4 separate regions of the Mus musculus genome follow, and regions 1, 2 and 3 are each linked to region 4. A link is a contact called in public promoter capture Hi-C data. All regions are on one chromosome and are shown on one strand. Each heading gives the region's core, a stretch centred on a gene start, on an enhancer-like site or on the middle of the called end of the contact. The rest is flanking DNA. Distances are from core to core; before and after follow the strand shown.

Region 1 (2,700 bases), core at 13-2,512, 380 kb before region 4:
CTGCATAAGTAGACTCTTCAGCAATGGCTGCAAATAGGGAAGCCCCTTCTATGTGCAAGTGGAGCCCCTGAGCCTGAAAAACCACAGTGTATTGCAAAATGTTCAAGACTTCATCCCAGTATTCCTGACGTCGTGGACAGGGCCACTGGCAGGGCTGTCCTGAGCTCTACTGGAGACCTGACAGTACCACTGTCTTCATCTTTCACAGTTATGACAATCAAAAATAACCCTGGGACTCTATGAAATGTTTCCTACAGAGCTGAGTCACCCTGGTGGGAATATTTGGTCTTCAGGCCATTTGTTTCTTCTTTGCAACAACTCAGAGTTGTGGAAGTGTGGTGACTTAAATAGGAATGGACTCCCACAGGCTCATATATTTGAACACTTGGTCCCCAGTTAGTGGAACTGTTTGGGAAGGATTAGGAGGTATGGCCTTGCTAGAGGAAGTGTGGCACCAAGAGTGGCCTTTGAGGTTTCAAAAGCCCACCATCTGCTGGATGTGGCAGAGCATGCTTTTAATCCCAGCACTCAGGAGGCAGAAGCAGGCAGAGCTCTGTAAATTCAAGGCCAGCCTGACCTACATAGTGAGTTCCAGAACAGCCAGGGTTATTCAGAGAGGCCCTGTCTCAAAATAAAACAAAAAACAAACAACAACAAAAAAGGCAGTTAGCATTGTTTGTTGCTAGCTGTGGAAACTGAAGTCTAGGATGCTTTAGTGGCCTGATCCCTAAAAGGTTAGCTGATCCAGGAGCAAGAGCATCTCTCTGTCCCAGGGCTAGAATCTCTAATCCTGCTCAGGCATCCATGCCTCCCTCCTGGTGAGATAACCAGTATCTGCAGAATTTTCCAGCACAACTCCCCCCACCCCCAAATCCTTATCATTCCTTTCATTTTTCAAGACTCACAAGACAAAGGAAATAAGCAGTTGAAGAAGACACACGCTGAGCTCAATCCCCTGCTGCAGCTGGTTTGTAATTGGATCCTGCCTGGGAAGGTGACTTGGGCCTGGGCAAAACCCCAGACTGGGAGAGGCAGTAGGACTGGGCTCTGGGTTTTGTAAGCTGCTCCACCAAGTGTGAGTGTGAGTTGGGACTGCAGACTGCATACCACAAGTGCCACTCTGGGGTCCAAGTGCCTTGGCTTCTTGCTGAGGGTGGAGAGGTGAGGGTATAACCCAGTCCACCCTTCTTTACCATGTTAGACTTACTGCCCTGCTGTGTGCTCTGTGTGAGATGCCAAATGAAGAGAAGCTGGCTTGGCTTTCCATCCAGACCTGCTGAGAGCCAGGAAGGAGGCAGGGCAGGGATGAGTCTGGAGCTTGAAGCCATCCATACCTGGCTGAGTCTTAGTTGAGTGGGACCATGAGTTTCACCTTAACCTGAACTTAACCTTCCCAAGCCTCTTTCCTCATCTGAAGCATAGAGCCACTGAGGGAAAACTCTAAAGAGAAATACAAATAATGAACTAACACACTGAGCACTACTAAACATCCATTAACAAATGTGTATCTCCTTTACTTTGCAATAACAGCAATGAGTCACTGTGAGCCTAGTGGGACAGACCCAGAGTATGCTTAGCAAGGAGACAAGTCTAAGCAATGGTACAGTTGGGATTTGAACCCCAGAGTCTCATTACAAAATCCTGCTTTTAATCCCTGGCCTTCTGTCTTTGTGAAGAAGCCATCCAGTACTTACCATGACTTGCCAACATCTTTATCTGTCCCAACCTGGACACTTCTTGCCATATCTGCCATGTCATTGCCTTCCTTGCTGGAATCTGAAACAACTCTCAGCCCAACTTTGGAAGGACAAGCAGGTGGCTTCTGTGACTTTTGTGAATAGAATGTGCTGGCCTCCCACTGTGGAGTGGGAAGTTGTGAAGTGTACCTCTCTCTCTCTCTCTCTCTCTCTCTCTCTCTCTCTCTCTCTCTCTCTCTCTCTCTCTCTCTCTCTCTCTCTCTCTCTCTCTCTCTCTGTCTCTCTGTCTCTCTGTCTCTCTCTGTTCCTCTCTGTCTCTGTCTGTGTCTCTTCTCCCCTCCCCTCCCCTCCCCTCTCCTCTCCTCTTCTCTTCTCCTCTCTTCTCCTCTCTTCTCTTCTCTCCCTCATTTTTCTGTCCTTCTCTCCTTCCCACCTCAAGGTCTGGGGACAAAGCTAGTACCTTGATGGGACTAAGGAGATGGCTCAATAAGGGCATTGCTGTACAAGCATGAGGACCCAAGTACAAATCCCCATGAATGATTAAGGGCCCTTAATTATGGCAACTGTGGGCAGGTGGGTTAGGGATAAAAGAAACAGGAGGATTCCTTGGGCTTGCTGGTTACCAAGCTAACTCAGTTCTCAGCAACTCATCACAAGGAAATAAAGCATAAAGAAATAGAACAGGACATTCCAAGTCTTCCTCTGGGGCTGGAGAGATGGCTCAGTGGTTAATAGCACAGACTGTTCTTCCAAAGGTCCCGAGTTCAATTCCCAGCAACCACATGGTGGCTCACAACAAGCCGTGATGGGATCCAATGACCTCTTCTGGTGTGTCTGAAGACAGTGACAGTGTACTCACACACATAAAATAATAAAACCTAAAAGAAGAGCAATTAGCCAAGTCTTCCTCTGCCTTTTATATGTGTATGTGAATGCATACATATACATACATACATACATACATACATACATACATACATACACACACACACACATACACACA
Region 2 (2,700 bases), core at 161-2,660, 320 kb before region 4:
GCCTACTTGGTTGATAACGTTGCATGAAAAGAAACACAGCACACAGTAGGACTCATAAAATTAACTGTCTATCCCCACCTCTTCCTTAGAACAAGTAAATCAATTTAAAACTCATAAATGTGGCTGGGTACAGTGGCTATCACCTTTAATCCCAGCACTTGAGAGATTAAACAGGAAGATTATCAAGTCTGAGGTCAGTTTGGGCTGCATAATGAGTTCCAGGCCAGCCTGAGCTACAATCTGAGCCTTTGCCTCAAAAACCCAAATCCTTGCCTCAGTGTGGTAATGAACAACTTTAATCCCAGCACTGGGGAGGCAGAGGGAGGAGAATCTCTGAGATAGAGGCCAGCCTGGTCTACACACTGAGTTCCAGGACAGCCTGGGATACAAAGAGAAACCCTGTCTTGAAAAACAACAGCAAATGCAAACCCCAAACCAAACAAAACTCAGCCCAATCTGAGAGTGTGATATTTAGAGTTTCACTGCCACAAGCACTAATATGGTGTGTGTGTGTGTGTGTGTGTGTGTGTGTGTGTGTGTATAAGGTCTGTGACATGGCTCCCAATAAGTGTGACTCCTTAAAAGCATGCTGGAAAATGGACACAAAAGCATTTTCCCTGCTCTATTCAGATATTAATTTCCTGAAATAATGTTTGTAAAAAAGCAGTGCTCATCAGCTAGAATTCAATATTCATTGAAATTCTTAGAGCTGGAATAATCTCAGAGTATTGCCTTTAGGAAAATTCACCATAGTCAAGGGTTTACAATACATACACTATACATAATAACACACAAACACACACATTGTATATGTGTATATATATATATATACACATATACATACACATATACCATATATATGGTAAAGATATACATGGTAATATATAGCATGTATGTATGCACATATGTACGTGTATTACTGGCAAAACACTTTCTCTTATTGTGTTTGTAAAACAACCTCTCCTGTACAGCTACTGCTACCTCACAGTCTCTATCAGGGCCAAAGCCAGGTAGACTTGGAGGTACTGTGGCTTAGGGACTTGCTGCTTCGGGACTACCTGCTCAGCCTCAGGGCTTCTCACATCTTCCTGTCACACAGAGGGAAGAGGCTGGAAGAAAGGGAAAGTAGAAAAAGAGAGAACTCTGACGGAGTAAAAGCTGTCCGGTCTTTGTGCCCCTGGTTTAGGTCTTTCAGCTGAGCTGTAGGGGGCTGAGGGAGAAACAAATGTTCTAAGACAGGTACACCTCCTTCCAGCCCAGATCCACCCAAGATGAAATGTAAGTCGCTGGAAACTGTAGGAGCTGATGCAGGAGGGTCAGGTGATTAGGGAAGGTTGGCAGGCAGCAAGGCCTCTGGAGCAGAAAAGAAGCGAAGGCTGGAAACTGGGAATGACCCAGGAACCCCTGGAGCGCAGGAATGCTGGCAATTCCCTGTGGGGGACACTAGGAAACTCTTGGCCCAGGTCACATGCTCCCAGAGGTAACTGGCAGCTTTGGGGGACTGTACCATGTCTGCATTTTTCTGAGAAGGAAAAAAATGGGCTCAGAAGTCTGGCAGCCACTTTGGACCCAGCTCCTCCTAGGGAAGCAATAGTCATCTTGACATTGCTTGTCTGACCCAATGGTCAGGACTCTGATTTCATTTAATCCCCAAGAAGAGGCCTATTCGGAGTGAATTTCTTATATGGCTCATAGGATATCAGACCAAGCTTTAGGTTTCTTTGACCTTGGAGACAAGTCACCTCCAGTCCCCATGCCCCTTCTCACCAGGTGGGTTTCTTGCTGTTAATCCTTAGGCTTAACCAATAGCTAAGCTCTCACAGAAGCCAAGGCCACCTTTAGCAAGCTGCACCATCTAAGAATCAGAGATGACACTGTCTTGAAGCTTGTGTCTGTCTGGCTCTGGTCCAATGCCCTCCAGACTATCCTAATTTTTCATACCAAAAAAGACCCTTCTCTTTGTTTTGACTCTCACCATAGGGCCAGGCATAAGCCCCTACAGGAAGGGGATAAGGAGAACAGCTGTGTGTCTGAATAGGAACTGGCTTCAGCAGGGTCCTTTCTAGGCAGGAAAGAAACAGAGCAAAGCTGGCATCTTGGCCATACCCTTTGGTCCCTCTATGACAGGCTCATTTCTGCCTGGGACCAGGATGTTCCACCTGTGACAGAGAGTATTCTTTATTTGGTGATAAAACGGTCAAGCTGTCTGTTAATTACGTGCTGCCCAGTGTTAACATGGGCCAGGCTGACTGTCATAGTCCATCAACCCTTGGCAAACTGGTTTGTTTGGTCTGGATAGCAAACAACATTCCACACTACTGGATTTTTTTCTCTCCCAAATCCCCTGCGGCCCCGTCACCCCACCCCCCCCCAAACCTTTTTAAAAATTACAGTCTGTTCTGCTGTCTCTGGTTACAGTCTGTAAACAATAAGCAATGCTGATGAAATGCAAAAAGCTGAAAATTTGCAAAGCAGAAAGGTCTGCGGGATGTCCCCCATCTGTGTCACATTAAACACGCACTGCACTCGAAAGGTCCTGTGACTCTTATTGAATCAGGACCCCTGGGTGACGCAGGCCAGAAGTGCTCTTATGCTGTATGTTGACGGCCACTGAACACAAGCAAGGAGGGGCACAAGGTGGCATTAAGAAGAGTGGATATGCAGATCACTGTAGACTCTGGTTTGTGTATGTTGCAAACT
Region 3 (2,700 bases), core at 88-2,587, 490 kb before region 4:
CACATTCTGGGCACCAGATTGCACTGACCCACAGGACAGTCGAACAGGGACTTGAGGGGCACCTAGAAGAGAATGGGGGACAAGAAACACAAAGAATGGACAGCAAGACAAGATATCCTGATCAAGCTGACAGATTTTTATTTTTCCCACACAGGTTATATACTCATAGAAGCAGGAAGGGGGTAGAGGGGGGTTGCTTTGTCTCTGGGTAATGCACCTGTTCCCAGGAACAGGATATTGACTGGGTAAACCGTTTACCTATGCACAAGATTTATAGCTATTTGTTCTCCTCTGACTTCAGGATCTATGTCTATTTGTACTCAGCTGGACTAGTACTTTCCCACAGAGGCCAGGACTTTATGCCAGCAAGCAAAGCAGCTAACGTTCTAACAAGGTCACTCCCAACAAAACACAACATGCCTCTTTGCAACTAGGTCACAGGAGACAAAGGAGAACAAACCTGATTCAATCCTCACAGTGATCCTAACAAGTGAAAATGACAACCCTCAATTTCCCTACATGAACTTGAGGAGCCTTGAGATTCAGGGAAGCCAGGATTCTCAATTCCCACCCACACGATGATTTCCATAAATGAGCACACTGTGCACAGAATCCAGAAAGTTCAAAGATGCTGTCTTAGAAAACTGGACTACCAGCAAAGAACCAAAACTGGCCACTGGGACCCTGCTGGTCTCATGTTCCAGGCTCATCTCTCCCTGATGTACTAGGAGCATGGTGAACATTGTTAAAACTACCACTAAACACATGCTAAATTGATACTAGTCTTAGTAATAAGGCCTTTTTCCTAATGTTTATTTTACCAGTGCTGAAGTAAAAGTGTTAGAAGATAAGGCAACTGAACTCCTTAACTGGGAGCTCTTAGACTCCTCTGTGGGGCTCCTTTGAGAAAATGACTGTTAGTCAAATGGCCAGCTAAATTTATACCAGTACTGATCATTTTGAACAACATACAAACATTGAGAAAGCTACACAATAATTGTGCCACTTGCCTCTAAAACCACTCTAGCTCTTCAAGTCATAGCCACAGCCAAAAGTGTCTCAAACAATTAGAAGCAGACTGCCCTTGCAATTTGAGGCCAAAGAAACATCAGAGGCCATTGAGGTTTGGTCTGTTACTATGTATTACGATGCTAAATTCTGTATTCCAAAGTCTAGTTGCTGCACAATGAGTGAATTCTTCTGTATGCCAGCTTTTGTTGTGCAAACTTTGTTTCTGAATTTAAAACTATTCATTGAATAAAGTTGTCTACCACCTGTAGCAGGGCAGAAAAGAGATAGGAGGGGCTTCAGTTCCTGGGTTAAGGTCAGAGGCAAAGATCACAGAGAGAGGAGAAGAGGAAGGAGAAAGGTATTATGAGGGAGGTAGGTGGTGAGCGTCTGGCCTTGAGAACTGGCCTGTTGGAGTAGGAGTGGCCTAGGTAGAACAGGACAAATGATATCTCAGGGTTACTGATAAGCAAGTAGACAAACTAGCAAAGAGGGTTGAAAAGTTTTGTTTGCTTTATTTGGCAACTAAATGGTCTAAGGTGGGGTAGAAACTCCCAAATAATATTTACCACAACAGAGGAACTCTAGCCTGGCACAACATGGACAATATAATGCTTCTCATAAACACAATTCTGTATAAATGCCTACTGATGCTGGAGATCAATATCTTTCTGATTAGATTAGCAAGCTATTGTGCTCACTTTATGAGTCAGCTGGGAGGCATCTTTCTATGTTAGCTGTCTCCTGGGATTGCAACATTAGACTCAAACAGCCTCTCACTAGAAGTTGTTTCCTGCCTGCCTTTGTAGAGCAATCTAAACAGGTCACCAGAAGGAAGTATTGGTAGCAGTGACAGAAGAGGTCGAAACCACAGTAGAGCTGAGACTTGACAATGGTAGAGCCACAAGGGCCACTGATGGTTAGACAATGGCGATGACTGGACCATGGAAGAAACCAGAAGCCTTGAGAACAGTGATAACAGACTCAAGAGGACTCTCCAGTGTCCATGACAGGAACATACGGAAATCATCAAAAATAGCAATAAGGGGTAACATAAAAGCAGTGCTGACAACAGCAGTAGATTTCAACAGCAGAGAGACATAAAGGGGATAGAGATAGCAGTGGCCACCACTAGAGAAACAAAAGCAACTGACTCTTTAAAGGACTAAGATGTTAGACACTCCATGTGAAATGTGAATAAGCTATTGTCAACTCCTGGATAACTCTGACCTCCTATGTATACACAGGATGTGTACATACAAAAACATGCAGAGGTCAGAGCTCCTTTCTGTGAGCTAAAGTAACCCAGATCATGCCAAACAACACCCTGGCATATATAAGTCAATAATTACTCAAGTCAGTCACCCTACCATCACCTCCACTGAGTCTGTCTTGTGGGCCAGGCAGCTGCACAGATTATGATAACTATCTGCAAGAGAATACACAGTCCAAAGCAGCCATGATCAGCATACCACATCCAACTGCAGCCCCAGGGACAGAAGCTGCCATGATTGGCATGGATATCTGCCTCAATTCCTCTGAAGTGAGGATTGCCAGCTCTGCTAGGACAAAGCCACACATCAATCCCAGCCACACATCAATCCCAGTAGACTTTAAGGCTCATTTTCTACATCATTGCATTTTCCAGTAAGGCCAACTGAGAACCTGAAAGATTTGTGAATCTAAAATGGA
Region 4 (2,700 bases), core at 178-2,677:
GCTCTATCATAGCATTTATACTTTTTTGTTTGGGGGCATTTTCACACATTCCAGGTAGTAGTAAGTACACGGCTTTAATTGTAAAACATGTTTTCACAGGCCTGTGAGATGGTTCTGTGGGTAAAGGCACTAGCTGCCAAACCTGATGACCTGAGTTCTATTCCTGGAACCCACAGGGTCAAAGGAGAGAACCAACTCCCAGAGTTGTCCTTAAACCTACATACTCATGTAAGAATGTGCCATGCCCTGATCAAAAAATGTTTCGACTTAGTAGGAGAAAAGAAACCAAACCTCCCCACTTTCACATCCTACTTTTTCCTTCATCTTCCAGGGTCCTTGTTGCTCCAAACTCTTACCTTCCCCGAATGAGGGCTTCGGGCATGGGGGTGAGGTAGGGTAGGACGGCTCCTCTGCTCACTTCTGCCCTCTGCAGGGCAGGTGTCACACTGCCCACTGGAGATGAAAGGGACACCTTCCTACCATCTCTCTCCTGCCCTCTCTCCTCCCTTGTCTTCACACCTCTCTAGCAGAGACACCTCATGTCCAGCAAGCCTGCTGCTGTCCCTTGTCTCCCTCCCCCAGCTACCATTCAGCCATGCACTTTTTTCTTCCATGTAGACCTTAGGTTCCGTAAAGAAGATTATCTGAGTGGCTCTTCAAAGTCCTGTCTCCTTCCCACACACTAATGCCTAGTGTGGCATTGGCCCCTAGGAATTGTTCAGTTTTCCTAACTCATTGACCAGACTTATTTCTGGGGCTTTCAACTATAGAACCAGAGACAGCACTGACTTGCTCCTGGGACAAATATCCACCATGTGCTTGCTCCAGGGCACCCAGCCCACATCACCAGCTGGCCAGACCCCCACCTTTGCTCTCATTCACCCCCTCCTCTCTTTCCTCAGCCCTTCCAGCCTACGGATGCACAAACAACCCGTTATCATCCTCTGGCAAAACAAGGGCATACTCAAGTTTCTCTATCCAGGACCCCCTCTGGGGCAGCAGTAACAGAACAGGAAAGGAACAGCTTTCTCTTGCTCCGGGTTCAACTCACGGATAATGAAGGAGCAAACTGCTCCCAACTATCGACTACCTGCGTTTGTGACGAGAGAAGCTCTAACTTTACTCTTCAGTTATCCACCCACCTGTGGATGCTTGCATATTTTAGTTGCCTCCTGTGCCCCCTCACTCTAGTTTGAGTTGGGGAATAAGGTGAGAGGTTGCCTTGTCCTCCTTTACTCTAGCCACTGCTCTCGCACAGTGTCCGGGGCTACTGTCATTCCCTTACCGTTGGGAAGGCTTGAAGCATCCCCAGGAACAGCAACCCCGCTGCGGTGAGTAGGGCGCTCATCTTGGCTTCCCGAGTCTCCAGCGCCTGGCCACCTGCCGGCACCCTGACTCTCCCGCGGTGAAATCACTTCTAATGTGACTGCGCCTTCCTAACCCTTCTTCGGGTTCAGCCCTAATCCTTCCCTCCCCCACCCTCTTACCACCTGTGATGCAGCGATCTGCCTGCCTGTGAAGCCTAAGAGAGAAGGGGCCACCACGTGCAGAGATGACTCAGGGCTAGCCACAGCGCACGCACGCAGGGGGCTCCCCTGCGTTTTGAATGATCCGCCCCGGATTTGAAGAGGAACCGGGAAGCCGGCTCAGCTCTAAAGGTACAGGACTCAGGAGTCTGAGAGGTACAGAATCCTGAGGCCTCTAGCCCCATTCCCCACCCCCAGGAAGGGTGAGATTCTAAGCCCACATCATCAGGATTCTTTGGAAGGGACAGAGTGAGGAGAGTTTCGAGAAAAATGAGCACTTCTTCATTGTAACATTTGCTGTAAAGTAAAGCCAGCCCTGCACGGGGAATGAATGGGCGAATAGAGAACAAATGGATGGAAGTGTGGGTGGGAGGATGAGGGAATGGATGGATGGGTAGATGGGTGAGGAAGATGAGAACAAATGCATAAATGGATGAGGGGATGGATGAATTGATGGATGAGTGGAAAGAGAACACGTGGATTGGAATATGGATGGATGGATGGATGGATGGATGGATGGATGGAAGCAAGGAAGGATGGATGGGCAGATGGGGTAGGTGAATAGAGAACAAATGAGTGATGAAGTGGACGGATGGTAAATGGATGAGAGGGTCACAGAATGAAGGGATGGGTGGATGGATGAAAAGATATCTGTGAATGGTTAAGTGAGTGGGAGGGTTGGGGAATGAATGAAGAGATTAGGTAATGGATATATGGATGGATGGGTAGATGGATGAGTAGGTAGATGATGGGAGGACTGATGAGATGAGGGAATGAATGGATATGGGGTAAAGGGGAAATGGATGCATAAAGCAATAGATGGATTAGTGGATGCCTGCATGGAGCATGGGTAGGCAGGTGGGTGGACTGACCAGTGAACGAACTATGTGAAGACTAGGGCATATGTTAATCAATCCACAGGTATCCCTGCCCTTTTTTGCCTGGTGGATATAGCTGGCACCCTGGAGCCTCACCTGAAGTCTGCCTTATTCTATTCCCCAAGCTGCTGTTCGAATGTGGGGCTCCTCGGACTCCAGGCTCTCCTGATTGCTTCTGTGAGTACTGGCAGCACATGGTCACTGCTGAGCACTGACTAGCAGGTGCTCACTGCTTTTGTCTGGTATTGCTTTGTTTTCAAACATAGAAACCAACACCGAGAAAACAGGCATGCTAC

What was found. Promoter capture Hi-C pulls out the DNA fragments that hold promoters and counts their contacts.
Region 1: a contact with region 4 is called in a promoter capture Hi-C map of embryonic stem cells, with 11 read pairs. The contact joins the enhancer-like site here to the promoter of Tnfrsf8 in region 4. A contact is called at or near these places in 3 of 39 promoter capture datasets (embryonic stem cells and pre-B cells) and 4 of 115 datasets of contacts at active chromatin or transcription factors (embryonic stem cells and epiblast stem cells).
Region 2: a promoter capture Hi-C map of embryonic stem cells shows a contact between it and region 4, with 12 read pairs. The contact joins the enhancer-like site here to the promoter of Tnfrsf8 in region 4. A contact is called at or near these places in 2 of 39 promoter capture datasets (embryonic stem cells and pre-B cells), 1 of 115 datasets of contacts at active chromatin or transcription factors (microglia) and 2 of 9 other capture datasets (embryonic stem cells and liver).
Region 3: a contact with region 4 is called in a promoter capture Hi-C map of embryonic stem cells, with 10 read pairs. The contact joins the enhancer-like site here to the promoter of Tnfrsf8 in region 4. A contact is called at or near these places in 7 of 39 promoter capture datasets (cranial neural crest, embryonic stem cells, frontonasal cranial neural crest and 2 more), 1 of 484 Hi-C or Micro-C datasets (bone marrow-derived macrophages), 1 of 115 datasets of contacts at active chromatin or transcription factors (embryonic stem cells) and 2 of 9 other capture datasets (adipose tissue and macrophages).

What each region holds. Positions count from the first base shown.
Region 1 is chr4:144,933,734-144,936,433 of GRCm38.p6, forward strand. It overlaps a transcript of Vps13d not described here. Among named protein-coding and RNA genes, the nearest start is that of Gm42344, 22 kb to the right of the region's middle. Within about 2 kb of position 1,263, at least 27 of the 459 cell types and tissues checked have an H3K27ac peak or open chromatin away from gene starts, as enhancers often do. A contact at or near this core is called in embryonic stem cells and epiblast stem cells, where this site is marked.
Region 2 is chr4:144,991,196-144,993,895 of GRCm38.p6, forward strand. The region is part of intron 67 of Vps13d (vacuolar protein sorting 13D); the gene reads right to left. Among named protein-coding and RNA genes, the nearest start is that of Gm36317, 29 kb to the left of the region's middle. Within about 2 kb of position 1,411, at least 28 of the 459 cell types and tissues checked have an H3K27ac peak or open chromatin away from gene starts, as enhancers often do. A contact at or near this core is called in embryonic stem cells, where this site is marked.
Region 3 is chr4:144,823,679-144,826,378 of GRCm38.p6, forward strand. No RefSeq gene overlaps it. Among named protein-coding and RNA genes, the nearest start is that of Aadacl4fm5, 38 kb to the left of the region's middle. Within about 2 kb of position 1,338, at least 4 of the 459 cell types and tissues checked have an H3K27ac peak or open chromatin away from gene starts, as enhancers often do. A contact at or near this core is called in embryonic stem cells, where this site is marked.
Region 4 is chr4:145,313,737-145,316,436 of GRCm38.p6, forward strand. Tnfrsf8 (tumor necrosis factor receptor superfamily, member 8) reads right to left here and starts at 1,428. Exons shown (of 13, transcript NM_009401.3): 1 at 1,286-1,428. The coding sequence starts at 1,348.